Regions from separate parts of the Mus musculus genome. Here regions 1 and 2 are each linked to region 3. Evidence: chromatin contacts called from public promoter capture Hi-C data. All regions are on one chromosome and are shown on one strand. The core of a region is the stretch at or near the end of the contact, and the rest is flanking DNA. Distances in the headings are between cores, read along the strand shown. Region 1 holds the start of Tlr3 (toll-like receptor 3). Region 2 holds the start of Ufsp2 (UFM1-specific peptidase 2). Region 3 holds the start of Wwc2 (WW, C2 and coiled-coil domain containing 2).

Region 1 (3,121 bases), core at 490-2,989, 2.6 Mb before region 3:
AGGTATTGTTTTCACCTCTACTTACCAGATTATGGGTGCAATCCCTGTATCATATTCTACTCCTTGCTTAGGTAACATCTATCCCTCTGGAAAGACTGTAAATAGAAATTAGAATTACTAAGGACCAATGCATTTCCAAACTGTATCCCTGAATAACTGAAAGACAGTCTCAATCTGAAAACAAACTTCATTGAGAGTGAAAAGCAAAAAAAAAAAAAAATCCACCCCCCCAAAAAAAATCCACTAATGAAGCAGGCTGCATGAAAAACAAGGTCATGAGTGACTAGAATGTTAGGGAATTCAGAATGGTGACCACATGCACAAGCAGAAAGACAGAGAAAGTGGGAGGGGGACAAATCCTAAACAGCGTGTTAAGGAGATCATAAAACTTTTTTCATCAGTAACACGAGTTAGTAGGTAATAGTTAATAGTAAGGAAAAGCTTTCAAAACAGTTAGATACGTGTCAACACAAAATCACATCATAAAGTCATGAGAAGAGCTTATGACAACTTCTATATGGTGAAGGTTGACTGCTTTCCCCAAACTAGTCCATAATTTGCCAGCCTGGTTTCTGGCCTTACTCTACAACTTCCAGAACAGCCTGCCCTCCTCTCCTGCTGCCCTTCTTCATTCTGTAACAGAAAGTGACTGGCCAGTTCCTAGAAACATCTGAGAATTTGTCCTTTCTCAAGAACATTGTCATGGAGTGCCAGGTCTTCCTTTCTAGCTCACTAAATACAAAGGACTTTTTAACCTTCTGCGTTTTTGTTGTTGTTGTTGTTGTTGTTGTTTTATTTTGTTTTTGGAAAAGGTGCAATTTTTTAAAAAGTATTTTTAACTACCTTTTAATATAATCCTTTTACTTGCTCTTTGATGATTTCATACTATTCATTACACATACATATGTATTTTGATCTTGTTTACCCCTTACACCCCTCAGAGCCACATTCACCCACTTTTTAAAGCCTTTTACAAAATCACTTTGAATGCTTTCTCAAAGTATCTTTCCAAGAAGAGAAGTCTATAGAGGAAGTATGTTCTTGCTGCTGTTGTTTTAGTTGCTGCATAAAATTGGCATTTCATCACAAGATATCAGAATTTGTAGCTAAATTTACATTTGGAACTATGGTGCATTTTTCCCCTTCTCCCAATACCTGCATCATCTTCTATCTTCTTTTGGTGCGCGATTGTGATTCAGGCAGTTTAACTTCCCAGATAGAGAACAGGTGCGTCAACCTCAAAAGCCAAGTACATTCTGATTTTACTCAGCCTGAGGTCCTGCATCCCCTTAGTTTTCATTCAGACTTTTTTTTTTAAATCACACATTTCCTTTCAGCCTGAAAGTGAAACTTAAGTTGAGAGAGAGAGAGAGAGAGAGAGAGAGAGAGAGAGAGAGGGGGGGGGGGGGAGGGGGAGAGGGAGAGGGAGAGAGAGAGGATATTTTCAGCGAAACAGTTAAATTGTTATTAAACTGTTACCCTTTTTTAGTTTCTTTTTAAGGGCCTCCTGGGATTCATTGAAATGGTCACAAATCGACCTTCAGGGAGGAAGGTGTAAGCCGAGGAACCGGCCGCCGCCTGGGGGCAGAATTCTGGAAGTCAGTAAGTTTCTGGCTTCAGAGCCAAGCCCTCTGCAGTGGGTTTCAGATCCTTGCAAACCTGTGATATGCGCAGTGCATGGTCTGAGGTTGGGACTGCCGCCCAGAGACCCAGAGTGCTGGTCGGGAATCGCGCATAGTGGGAGGGGCCAACAGGGACCGGCCGTGTGGGGAAATGGGATGTGTCTAAACAAAGTGAAAGCCATTCACTTACCTCGCTTTATCTTCTTTGCAAAATGAGTAAAGTCGAACTTAATCTCTTAGGTAAAAATGGCCATCCAGTTTTCCAGCAGGAAATGTTGAGGACATCTCGGACACAGGAGGAGGTCCTGCCTCAAAAGCAGGAAACTCCCAGAAACAACTAGGCCGGGAAATAACAATGGGGGAAGGGAGCAGGGAGGGAGGAAGGAAGGCAGAAGTTTGGTCCAGCACTGGGTGTCACAAAGAGCCTTTCTTACTCAAGCAGGCCCAGTTTTCCACAAAACCCACAAATTAGGCATCAGTAGGCATCTGTTTGGTCAGAGAAGAGCTCGGGATTAACTCCTTCTTCCTCAATTAGCTATGAGGACTCCAACTGGTTAAAGAAACGGAGTTGCAAGGGAATGAAGTCAGTTTTCTTTTCATTACAGATGAGCAATGACATAGTATTCAGCCAGGTTGTTATTTAGTTTTAAAAAAAAAGTTAAACGTAATAAAGCATACAAGAAATGGGAGAGCACCTGACCTGATCTTCTTGTCTTGAAGCCAAGAGAGGGGAGTGCCTGAGCTCTCAGTCAATAGTTCCTTTGTTTGGCAGAGGTGAAAGTGGAAAAGGTGAATGGCCACAGAAGTGAAAGCAAGAAGTAACTTTGTATCCTGGTGCAAATTGCTCTTCCCTGGCCCCAGGAGGTTACTTCCTGTGGTTACCTGGCTCATGGCTACACTCTTAGCTCAACACCATAAGCAAGCACTTTGTCCTCAGTAAATTAATGACCTCTACATTGATCCACCTGGATGCCAACACAACGTTGATAGTCTTGGCAAGATTTCACCTCTGTGGGTTCCTTGAAAACAGGTTGGGCTGCATTTTTGTAATTTTACTTCTGACACCATCTCACAGAAGAACTTGCTAGCCTCTAAAGGACTAGTCTCCTGACAGAGAATCGGCTGCTGTATGGTCCTCTCCCACACTGACCCTTGGCTTGGGTAGCTTTGACCAAGTGGATATCTGTCTGGTTCTGAGTCCATTAGGGAAGCCTGATAAGTGCCTCTGTATTTAAGACTTGTCTTCTTGGAACACCAGTCTCTCTCAGGCTTCATTGGAATCTGGGGCTCCAATGCTATGCAATCAGAAGCCTAGATTAGCTGTGCAATGGATATAAGGAGGGGAATGTGCATGCTCACGAACACCTAGGAGATGGCTAACATGGACTCTGGCTGCATGGGAGACAGTCCTCCAATCTACTTTAACTTACTGCAGTTTCTTCAGCAATGACCTTGAATGACCTTCTTCAACAAGTTCTGCCAACATCCCAGAAAAGCTG
Region 2 (3,021 bases), core at 200-2,699, 2.0 Mb before region 3:
CCGATTCACATGATGTAGGAACATGACCTTGTTCCTTCCCTTTCACATTGTTCTTTGGTTTTGTTTTTACAATGTATAACAGCCAACTCTCTCAGTCCGGTGAACGATCTCTCTCTCTCTCTCTCTCTCTCTCTCTCTCTCTCTCTCTCTCTCTCTCTCTCTCTCTCGTGTAAAAAGGACCTAATGAGGCTGCCGCAAGGGGTGCTCTCAGAGTGAGACAGCCAGCAGGCTAGTACGGGCACACCCCAACACACAGCTTGCTTTAATTGGACAGTCATGGAGTTGGTCTCTTCTCCTGGAGATTCTCCGCTTTAACACCTTCCCAAGCTTCATTAACAGTCATCTTATATCCGTGGTTTGGCACCCTTTATTTTCCCCAGTGAACTGACAGCTAGGAACCATGAACTGAGTTTCAATCTCCTTCACCACATTCTTGAGGCAACGCTGCCCAGACTGGAATGGAACTCCTGGAATCAGGGAACCTCTGCCCTAACCTCCGGAGCGGCTTGAACGACAAAACCCCTTTAGTTTTTTACCATTGTCGCCCCAGCGCTTGCGGCCAATGCCTTCAACTTTGTCCCTACAATAAACTCTTTAAGTAAAACTTACAAAGTATTCATTCACACATTTACGCAATGTTTTTTGCAACCCTCTCCTTCTGGTCAGGTAGAAGTAGGAAAACAGACTTTAAAAGGCATAAATTTTGGTTTATAATCACGTAGACACGAAAATCGTGGGATTCTACCCAAGTAGAATATGGCAAGTTCCCTTCAAAAAGTTTGGCTAAGAAGGTTCCTCTGTTACAGCCCTGTCCACTGCATCCTTGCAATTTACTCAATAAATTCTTTTCTACGCCAGGAAAAAAAAAAAAAAAGTTTGGCTAAAAGGGAGAAACTGCAGAAAATAAATGGACTGATTGTCTAAGTTATTCCCTCTAAGGAAAGGTAGCTTGAAGTAGGCAGGTAGCTAAGGAAAACCCATGTCTGCGAGGCCGAGTCACCTCTCCAAAAGACACCTAATCCCACAACCAGAATCAGATGGACCCTGCTCCGGTCGGGGATCACTCCACAGCAGAGCCCGAAGAGCTCGAGGCCACGCGCTTGGCCGGGGCTCCAGCCTAGAGCGCAGCAGCAGAGGCGCGCGCCGCACAGTTCCGCAAGCTGCCGCTGGCGCATGTTAGGCCGCGTTGCCGTGGGAACGGGAGAACCCTTTCCCAACGTGCTACTGTAGGCCCTCGGAACGTTCGAACCCGCACGGCGCGTCCACGAAAACGGAAGAAAGGCCATAGAATACGTAAGTCTCAGCCAATAAAATCTCTCGAAACTAAGCCTTCTGTTTCCCCGCCATCGGCGAATAGTTTCCCTGTGGTACGCTCCGTGATGGTTGACGCGAAGCATTCTGGGAGTTGTAGTCACCTGTCGGAGCCCCGCAGTCGGCGGGCGTGACGTCACTTCCGGGACGACCCTTGCTTGCACGAAGTAGGTGTTCTTGCCATCGCCAGTGGTGCTTGGTAAGTGATTCTGGTTGTCAGTGACCTCCCCGTATTTACCCCTAGGACTTCGTCAACCGTTAGGAGAATGGCTCCAGGCCCCTAAAAGGAGCTGCTCCTGAGAGGCCAAAAGTCGCGGTACAAACTATCCTCACTTGGATCTCTTGGGTGATCTGGTCACCAGCAGCACCGGGTCATGCGACTCTCCGGGTCAGTCAGTGCATCTTGACAGTAAGGCACTATTTGTCGTATTTAGAAGCTAGCTAAAAGAACTTTTGGTTTTGAAAAGATAGACCTAACTTCCTTAAAATAGTCTTCTCCCTTCGCTTACGTGGCACAGAACTCTCCAGCTTCCCCCTTCTCCTAGCTCAGCTAAGTCCTGCCATCTGTACCGCAGATGATAATCTTCAGCTTACACCCTGAGCTTTCTCTCCGAACCCAATTCATAAGTCTAGTCAACTGCTTCCACTTAAATAAATCATTCAAACTCAGCAGTTACAGAGCCGGCTCATCATTTCCTGTTCTCCCCGCACTCTTCCTTCAGAATTCCCATTCGATAACCCAGCTCACCCCTCCTTGTGCCCACCAAACCCTTGACAAACTTGCCTCATCTCAAGAACAAAGTCAATAATCAAGTCTGGGTTCTACTTCTGGCTGGCTGTATTAAAACCTTCTTTACCGTCCTTGAGCTTTGTCCTTGCTGTCCGTCCATGGGTCATAGTCTAAGTGATCTTTTGCTTTGGTTTTAGGACAGAGCCTCACAAAACCCAGGCTGTCCTTGAACTGGCTACACAGTCAGGAATGACTTTGAAATCCAGACCTTCCTGCCTCTACCTCCCAAGTGTTGGGCTTACAATCGTATACATCAGCCTTCCTACATGTTGTTTCAATTAAGCGAACCTTCACCAATTGGCCACTGTGCTTAGAATGGGCTTACACACATAAGAATACCTCTTTACCTTGGAAAATTTAAGGCTTCTTTTATGGGCTACTTACCTGCCCTTCGAATTTCAGCTTAAATATTACATCTTCATAGAGTATCTTGCTTTAAAAGCCTAAAGAGACCCTGGCGCTTTCACATATGATTGCTTAAAGAATTGTCATAACAACCCTGGTTGAAGTACCATATCTTTTCCCCATTTTTTACAGAAAAGAATAGGCGTGACTGATTATGTTAAGCAGAAATCTTATTGTATAAGTACCCGAGTTAAACCTTACTCTTGCTTGTCTTTTCTTTTTTCTTTCTTTTCTTTCTTTCTTTTTTCTTTTTCTTTCTTTCTTTCTTTCTTTCTTTTTTTTTTTCAAGACAGGGTTTTTTGCTTGTCTTTTCAATCTTCAGTTTATGTAAGTATTTTTCTTACTCAAATGGTAATGTTGTTCTAAATTTATCAAACTTCTCACTGGTAGTTCTCACAGTATTTTCCAGTTTTGAGGGGTTTAGTTTTTTATGATAAACAACAGAATGAATGGACAGCATTATTAAACTTTTTGTTGTTCGCTTAGAATGAAGTTAATGGAGTGAAATTGGGACA
Region 3 (2,916 bases), core at 123-2,622:
GTGAGAAACAGAAAGAACATTGGTGAGCAGTCCACCAATGTTCAGCTCCTGAACTTCTTAGATCTCTTGTTTGCTTCATTCAGCTCTCCAGGTAAGAACAAAATGCTTATATCGCTGTGCAAAAACTAGGCTAAGCTTCAAGTCTGGGCTACCCACAGCTGTGGTCAAGGTTCCCTTCCAGTCTCCGTGCCACTTCACAAGGAAAATCTGACCAGGTTTCCAGGTGAGGAACCACGGTTAGAAGCAAAACTCCAAAACAGTGGTTTGTTTTTTTAATCTTAGGGGCAAAGCTACGAAGGTCGAGCCAGGAGTGGGACCCTCTCTCCACGTTCAGACCCTAGGACATGGTTCGGGGTGCGCCCTAGGAAAAGCTTGCAGTCAGTGCCCAGGAGCTAGGTATGTAAGGCAGGAGAGATGCCACAGGTGGCCCAGATGACTAGTAATTCACCATCACTTAGGCCTCCGGGAGGCCCCGAGCTCAGCGTGCCTCAGAGGTCGAAAGGTGCCCTCTCCCTCCATCTGACCAACTTTAAACAGCACACAGGAGGTCTAGAGAGGGGTCAAGTACCCACACACACACACCCTGAGCCGGCTAACTGGACTCAGGGTGCCAACCCAGGGCACCAATCCGGCCCTTCCCTTGGGACAGGGAGTGTCTACAAGTCCCCGAGGGGTGTGGGGAAGGCAGTGGGCAATGGGGCCCAAGAAGGGGCGCCTGGCGGGCAGATACAGCCGCGCCTAGGCCGACCGTCCCGCGCCTACCCCGGAGCCCCTCGGGGGGTGCAGGGCCGGCGACGCCCCACGCCCCCGGCGCCCTCCAGGTCTCCCAGACAACAGCCACCGCAGCACTTCCCGAGGCGGGTCCCCGCACCCGGCCGGGGCCCGGCCACCCACCTGTCCCGGGGGTCGATCCAGCTGGTCCTCCTGGTGTTGTGGTCGATGTAGAAAACCTTGCCGTCGTAGTCCCTGGCCTCCTCCCAGCCCCGGGGTAGCGGCAGCTGCCCGCTCCCGGCCCTCCTAGGCATGGTCGGCGGCCTCGCCGGCGAGCGGCGCCTCCATAGGGACCGGGCGCGGGGCGCGGCGGGAACGCGGGTGCCGGCGAGGGGCGTGCGGGGCGAGGGGCACGGCGAGCTACGCGCGGGGAAGCCTCGGGGATCCCTGCTCTCAGCCCTGCCGGAGATCAGTCCACCATGTCTGCGTCGGAACAGACGAGCGAGCCCTCCTCCTCCTCCTTGCCGCCGCTGCCTCCGCCTCTTCCTCCTCCTCCCCGTCCCCCTGTGGCCGCCGAGGGTCGCGGCGCCCAGGCTGCCCCGGCCGACGCCGTCTGGGCTCGGATCCGGGAAGCTCCGCGGAGCAACGGCCCGGCGGCGACTGGCCTGCTCATTTGCATGCGATTAGCATGCGCTCCGCCCCCGGCCCGCCCCGCGCCCGCCTCATCTGCATGCACATTCCTCGCCGCCACATTCCTGAGCTTAACCCTGCAGCTGCCGGGGCGGCCGCGGCGGGACGCGGGGCTGAGCCCGGGCGGGGGAGGGGAGCGACGAGGCCAGGTGGGAGGCGGTAGGGCGGAGGAATGCACAGCTCGCTCCCTCCTCTGCAGCCCGAGATGTCCCCTCTCCGCCAGACCCTTTGGGGATTTAGAGGGCTTTCTGGATGGAAAAAGAAGCCAAAGAAAAAAAAGTCTGCAACCTTCTCAACCTCTTTCCGTCTTCTAGGGAAACCACAAGACTTTCGAGAGGAAAGGGTGGGGAATGCTGTCCTGGGAAGAAGTCCCAACAAACAGTAAGGGCACAGAACGCCCCCACCCCCCCCACCCCCCCCCCCCCACGCCGCGCCCCGTGCCTTGGCTGTTCCCGGCGGTGGGGAAGTGTGCAAAAAGCGCTGGGAGTGTGTCCGGGGCGTGTCCGGGGCCGCGGCGCCCCCGAGCCTTCTGCTCAGTCTGGCCCTCGGTGACCTCACCAGGGCCTCGCGGGCCTAAGGGAGCAAAGTAAAGGCGGGTCCCTATCCATGAGAGCTGCGACATGTCCGCCCCAGTGGCCCACGGGGCAACTCCGGCCTGATCCTTAGAAGCGACAGGGCCACCCCGCCACTGTCGCCGCCAGTCAGCCCCGCGCGGGCCCTAGGGGTCCGAATCACCGGTGCTGCCCCGCCGGGTCAGGGGGCTGCACTGGCGGGGTCAGGGCCCTGTGCATCTGGCGTCCCCTTCTGGGTTTAAATCCAAGGGACATGGCTGCGTCCACTATCCAGTCCCTTCCTTCCAACTCTCTGTCCCGGGAAGTTCTCCACCCCAGTCCCGGACCGGGGGTGGGGGGTGGGGTGGCAGAAGGGGTTAATAATCACTCGGAAGGGGGCCAAGGCGGGAGTCAGTGGCCACACTTTGCTTGATCAAGGGTCCATCTGGTATGAGGTGTAGATCTCTCACAAACATTTATTTATTTAGCTATTAAGTGCTGATCGGCCCTGGGTAGGAGCCGGATGTCAGACTCCTAAGACGACAAAGCCTTGGCAGAGTCAAGACACTAAGCTTGCAGTGTCCCTTGTCCTCAGTCTGAGAAATAGCCTTTCGTCCTCAACCTTTACAGCCTGCTGTGCATTGCCAACCTTGTCAATATTCTCCCAGGCCTCTAAGCAGATGCTTTTGAAATGGCAGATTTTAGGAAGAAAGGCCCCAGAGCTCAATCCTTCACCTCTTGGTCTGAATTCCCTTAACCAGACCTGCCAATGTAATAACTTCAGGACCTAGCATTGGGCAGGACATTTTCTGTGCCTGGGCATTTGCTGAAGTTGTGAATAGAACTAGACAGTAAGAACCAAGCTCTGAATCAAGCTTCCAGAAGGGGACTCCACGTGCCTTGAAGGGGGTTTTAAAAAAAGGAAAGGGGTTTATTCTCAATGAAACAGTTTATGCAGCTGCAG

Evidence for each region. Promoter capture Hi-C pulls out the DNA fragments that hold promoters and counts their contacts.
Region 1: a promoter capture Hi-C map of pre-B cells shows a contact between it and region 3, with 2.7 times the contacts expected there. The contact joins the promoter of Tlr3 here to the promoter of Wwc2 in region 3. A contact is called at or near these places in 2 of 39 promoter capture datasets (liver and pre-B cells) and 1 of 9 other capture datasets (liver).
Region 2: a promoter capture Hi-C map of pre-B cells shows a contact between it and region 3, with 4 times the contacts expected there. The contact joins the promoter of Ufsp2 here to the promoter of Wwc2 in region 3. A contact is called at or near these places in 3 of 39 promoter capture datasets (hippocampal neurons, liver and pre-B cells).

Annotation. Positions count from the first base shown.
Region 1 is chr8:45,408,641-45,411,761 of GRCm38.p6, forward strand. It overlaps Tlr3 (toll-like receptor 3), which reads right to left and starts at 1,740. Exons shown (of 7, transcript NM_001357316.1): 1 at 1,660-1,740; 2 at 1,156-1,338; 3 at 26-95.
Region 2 is chr8:45,974,079-45,977,099 of GRCm38.p6, forward strand. It overlaps Ufsp2 (UFM1-specific peptidase 2), which reads left to right and starts at 1,450. Exons shown (of 12, transcript NM_138668.2): 1 at 1,450-1,510. It overlaps 1700029J07Rik (RIKEN cDNA 1700029J07 gene), which reads right to left and starts at 1,174. Exons shown (of 7, transcript NM_001033148.3): 1 at 1-1,174.
Region 3 is chr8:47,989,172-47,992,087 of GRCm38.p6, forward strand. Wwc2 (WW, C2 and coiled-coil domain containing 2) reads right to left here and starts at 1,373. Exons shown (of 23, transcript NM_133791.5): 1 at 895-1,373. The coding sequence starts at 1,025.